2 separate regions of the Gasterosteus aculeatus genome follow, and region 2 is linked to region 1. Evidence: chromatin contacts called from public Hi-C data. All regions are on one chromosome and are shown on one strand. The core of a region is the stretch at or near the end of the contact, and the rest is flanking DNA. Distances in the headings are between cores, read along the strand shown. Region 1 overlaps daam2 (dishevelled associated activator of morphogenesis 2). Region 2 holds the start of daam2 (dishevelled associated activator of morphogenesis 2).

Region 1 (2,700 bases), core at 46-2,545:
GCGGTTCCGCTTGAACTTGTTCAGGTCCTTGTCGAAGACCTCGCCGGAACGCAGCGCCGACACCAGGTCGTCGAACTCCCCGCCGACCTCGTCTGAGGCCCCGCCCTTCTTGGCCCGCCGCTCCCGCTCCCTCTGCTCCTTGAGCTGCAACACAGAAACCCTTTTTAAATTCTTGTTTCAGTTGTTTATATTGAAAAAAAAAAAAAGGAGAAAGAATAGATTGACGTTAAAGGTTTTGTTGTGTAAAACGTCTCACCATGGCCTCCATGCGGGCCCTCCTCTCCTCCTCGTCTTTGCGCCGCTGCATGTTCTCCAGGTCCTGCCGCGCTTCGTTGAACGACTGCAAAAACGTGTCGAAGATCCCGAAGAACTCATCGGGCTGCATCCTCCCTTCTTCCTCTCCAAAGTGCTTCAGAGATTTGGTGAACTGCACAGAGATTATTAAGTCATTCATGTATACGGATACATATATACACGTATAAAAATCTGATGTCTGCTGTCAGATATCTCTTATCTAGTAATGAAAGGCAACCACCCACCCACCCACCCACACACACACACACACTTACTCTGTGAGCGGTTAAATATCTATTTACATGGCCGTTAGAGTATTTCAACATTTCTTCATGAAGCTTTATTGAAGAAATTGTTATAAATCATGATTTTTACAGGCTGTTTCCGACGGGCTCTGGCTAACACATGGTGGATCCGGCGTGGCCTGGCACCTCCAGCTCATCTCCTGTTAATAATACAGGAGGTACTGGGACTCCTCTGCGTGGGAACTCGCTATCAAAATGCACTCAAGGGAAACCCAATGAACTAAACTGCAATTATTTACCAACAACACAAAATGGAGGAAAAAGAGGGGTGTGATGGTGTCGTAGTTAAAGTGCGTTGGTGGGTTCAATGAAAGAGGGCGAGTGGGAAATAAGTAAATGGTTCATGATATGTAGAAAAGGATCAGCTGTGTTGTATAGCTTTGCTCCATTCATTGCCCTCCAGCATGGAATCAATGGTCACATGGTTAAAAACCAGATGACGGGGGGCTGAAAAAAAAAAAACGAACAACTGACTTTCAAAATGCCCCAGTGGCCCGTTTGCCTGTTTTAGTCCATTAACCGGCACCAACAGGCTACGATACAGAGAAAAACTGTTTTGTGATCAGGTTTTAGGATTCCATTAGAGAGGAGAAACACACAAACACTATTTGAGTGTTCTCTCGTTGTCATGTCCTCAACGTCCTCCACCTCTTGAGACGGACGCGCTGTGCGCAGACGCACACCTTCATATTTGTATCCCAGTGGAAACCGCAACGGAGCGGCAGAGAACCGTGAACACCAAGTTGATGCGTCATACTCCCCACTTAGAGCGCACACACACACACACACACACACACACACACACACACACACACACACACACACACACACACACACACACACACACACACACACACACACACACACACACAGGTTCTTTTGTTTCACAGCAGTAACCGGTGCCTTGCTCCTCCCGTTCTGTTGCCATGACGTCCCAACCGGCCCGTTTTCCCTCTGATTTTATTTACCGACCTCCTACTTAAATAACTAGGCCGAGGGGCGGCTCCACATGGAACCCAAGAGCACAACATCTGATGGCCCTTTCGGGGAATTTAAGCAATTTGGGCGATTTAGAGTCATTTTTAGTGAAAAGGACATGTGTCATCTTAAAGTATATTGTGAAAAAGCTTCTAATGCGTCAGCATCTGGACGCTAAATGTGCATCAGAGCACCAACGGGTCTGTGCGTTGAGTAACCCGGTCACATAAATCCTTTCGTGTAACTTCCAAGGTCCCGCTGATGTCTTCAGCTTGCATACTTCCTACCATTCGTCGATGCACAAGTTCAAAAGACCGTTTGTCCCAGTAGTAGGAAGCAGAGTGTGAATTCAGTCAGAGAGACAAACACAGAGAAAGACCAGTCAGGGATCTGTCAAGGCCCGGTTTCCCAGCTCAACTCATCACTGGGGACTGAGAGGCTTCAAGCTTTCTCCCTTCAGCATTCTGTCTTCCTCCCTTTCCCCTCCGTCTGTCCAACACGAATGTCTACCATTGAGGACTGCGTCAGAATCAGCACTGCACGTGGACATCTAAACTCGGTGGTGCTACCTTGTCCCTGGCCTCACTCAGCTGGTCCTCCAGCTCAGAGAAGCTGAAGCCGGCCACGGTGATGAAGTCGCCGATCACCGCCACAAACTTGTCCCCACGTTCCCGTGTCCGGCTCTGCTGGTAGTGCAGTTCCTGGAGGGCGAGGGCAAAGGATTAAAGGCGGTGTCATTATGAGCTTTTTTTGTGTGCTTCACATACTTAAAGAAGAAGGACCACAGTGTGTTCATGCACATGCCCTGGTTTGTGTGAGTCAGGGACATTTAAACATCCAAAGACACGATTACAGACGAGAGAAGAGTCAATGGGAGGCAACAACTCACCGCTTCTAGAGCCTTCAGTCCACTTTTGATATTGTGCACCTCTTTTTCCAACTCCGACAAACTGGTGAAAGGCAGAAAAACAAACTGATATGACCTTGAAAGTCACTTCCCTACAACTTTTTTTTTTTTGATTTTTACAAATGTGAAAAAATAGAAATTGGGAAAGATCATTCTAGACGTCACCTCCTGACTACATGTCCTGCAGCAGACCGTGTGCATTGTGCAGCATTTTGT
Region 2 (2,700 bases), core at 149-2,648, 63 kb after region 1:
CTGGACTTCTTTTTTCCCTTGAACTGGCCAAAATGATCACTGTACTGTGGTTTGGACCACAGTCCTGATTAAGAAGGAAGAATGTAGCAGATGCTAAATTGGAAAAGCTGTGTGTGTGTGTGTGTGTGTGTGTGTGTGTGAGAGAGAGAGAGATGAGGAGGGGATGCTTTCTGTGCCTAGCATGGTTCTGTGCTCGTAAAGCCTCAACAACTGACTGAGAGGAGCCAACGCTGCATCACTGCCAGATGTTCAGTCAGATTAAATGCCATCCTGTAAACTCACAGGCAGTGTGGGCTAGAAGAGGTATGGATGACCCCCCCCACCCACCAAGTCAAATCAGCCAAACGAGCATTTACAGACGGACGTGGCTACAAATCTTTAGCCTTTACGGATCAACAAGGAGACACCGGTTTCTGTTTCAGAGAAAGAGACCTGATTTAGCTCAGAGGTCATCGCAGGTCAGTCATCCTGGTAGGTGTACGTGCGTGTGTGTGCGTGCGTGCGATTGTAAATAAACACACATTGATCAAGATGGACGTGCTATTTTGGAGATAAAAACGGCAAAGAAAACAAAGCCCAGGTAGGACGAGTCTCGCTGAAAGTGAAATAGAAACTCTTCTGATCTCATCCGCAGCCTGTTTTGCAGCGTGGCGGAGAGGCGCGACGGCGCAGCGCCCTCTGTGGGCCTCGGCGGGAAGTTCACCGCGCAGTGTGGCGACCATTTAGATCAGACCGATCAATGCATCGTGTAACTGACTGTGGCGCCACAACACACATCAATCATTGGAAATCGCACAAATGTATCCAAACCCGAGACAGACAGACAGACAGTCAGAGAGACAGACAGCGAAGACAGGCTGTCATGCGCAGAACAGCCTCCAAGTAAGCGATGTAGCTCAAATGGTGGCCGGTAACGTGCAATTCTTTGATTGACAAGCAGTTGACGTGCAGCCGGGGATCCTGCTGCCCTTTAATATGAACATCTGCAGGCTCCACATCAGGCGCTGCATCGTAACTGACATGACGAGCAGGCAACATATCGCCACCTCAAACCTCATCGCCCTTATGTCACATCGTTAGATCCCCCCCCCCCCCACCGACTAAACACCACGGTACAATCCACCATCGTTCACCCCCCGACCGACGTCTCCCCGAGCGGGCTCCCGAGCCCCATCACAAGGCACCAGCTCCTGATTCCCGCTGGGGGGGGGTCGGTGGCATCGCGCTACTTACCTCCGGGCTTCGTTGCGGAGAAACAATCTGCAGCTCGTCCCAATAATCCCGCCGTCGCTCGCTGTCACCGCGTCCCGCGGAGGGGCTGAAGTAGAGACCCGACGGGCGGCTCCGTGCTCCGTGCTCCGCGCGGAGCGTCAGTGGGGGGGGGGAGGCGGCTGAAGTCGGTCAGACAGCCGGCGGCACCACGCCCCCGCTCTTAAAGCCACCGCGCGGCGCGCGCGTCGGCCCGCGCGCGTTTGTGTTGAGGTTTAAAGATTGCACGAGTCCATTCCATTCTTATGAACAATTCATCATCTCGCGTCCCCTTGTTTCGTCGCATGTTTCCATTGTCACAGATAAATAAAGCGGCAGTCATCAGCAGGTTAATGCCGGATATGCAGAAACGTCTTCTAATGTCCCTGTCACGTGAAGTGAATTTGAGTCCTTAGTTAGGACAAGGAAAGTCCCAAACCAAGTCCCCAGTCAACCCCCCCTGGCACTCTGCTGCTACGCCTCTCACCAAGATACCGAGGGGAAGGGAGGCACTGGAGAGCCAGGACCAGGACCAGGACCAGGACCAGGTGTTGTAGAACGTAAAAGCTTTAAGTGTGTCTGTTTCACAATATGAAACCATGTTTTCAAACTGAACACATGATTAGTCATCATGGTAAGTTAACTTTGGGTCTCCAATCAATTATCTTTCTTTCAAGTCATCAAAACAGTGACGAAACTCGTCTGCAAGTAACTCAAGTGTAGTCTTTGGTAAATGTTGTCACATAAAAAGGAACAAGGCATGTTTGCAAAAGTAGCTGATGCATGTGAAATAATAATCACAGGTGTAACAGCAACATACTGGTTTGAGTGTGACCTCAAACAACTCAAACAGGTTTCAACATTTTATAGTTTGCCAACAAAATAAAATCCCAAAGTTTCCCAAACGTTAGAGTAAAGGTTGCGTTTCCTCCAGCGGATAAGCATTTAATCCCCTAAAATATGAAGAAACAGTATGACTGGCTGTGTTTTGATCTCCTCGCACCTTGTAATCCTTCATTAATTGCAAATTCTGGGCATCCACTATGACCTTGGCACATGCAGAGACATCCGTACTAATTTAACATGTTTGAGAATGAAACAGGCTGTCAGACCATTTCCATTGACGTCTTCTGGGGGGGCAGAGAGGAATGAGGAACGATGATGGTTACATTATTAATATGACAGCAAACCCACAGGAAGCTGGTGTCAAAATGAAAGTAGCTGTGCTTTGTCAGAGATGTAAAGACATGCTTTCCTACTGTTGGCGCAAAACTACTTGCCACTGTCGAACATAATAGTGTGGCTGCATGATTTGTGCTCCCTGACTGACTGAAATCCTCCTGTACTTAAACATCAAAGGGGACTTTTCAGGTCCGCAATTGCATCCTGGGTTTCCGCTAGAACATGTTTATGTGCTTTAATGTTAAAAAGAAGAAGTCTCTTTTTAGTATG

The links. A called contact is a pair of places that touch in the nucleus more often than the background predicts.
Region 2: a Hi-C map of whole body shows a contact between it and region 1, with 2.7 times the contacts expected there. The contact joins the promoter of daam2 here to the enhancer-like site in region 1. A contact is called at or near these places in 3 of 6 Hi-C or Micro-C datasets (skeletal muscle and whole body).

The regions. Positions count from the first base shown.
Region 1 is chr15:16,412,521-16,415,220 of fGasAcu3.hap1.1, forward strand. It overlaps daam2 (dishevelled associated activator of morphogenesis 2), which reads right to left. Exons shown (of 25, transcript XM_078088999.1): 22 at 2,467-2,527; 23 at 2,147-2,278; 24 at 257-427; 25 at 1-144. Among protein-coding and RNA genes, the nearest start is that of LOC120833093, 29 kb to the left of the region's middle. Within about 2 kb of position 1,296, at least 2 of the 9 cell types and tissues checked have open chromatin away from gene starts, as enhancers often do.
Region 2 is chr15:16,475,836-16,478,535 of fGasAcu3.hap1.1, forward strand. It overlaps daam2 (dishevelled associated activator of morphogenesis 2), which reads right to left and starts at 1,399. Exons shown (of 25, transcript XM_078088999.1): 1 at 1,234-1,399.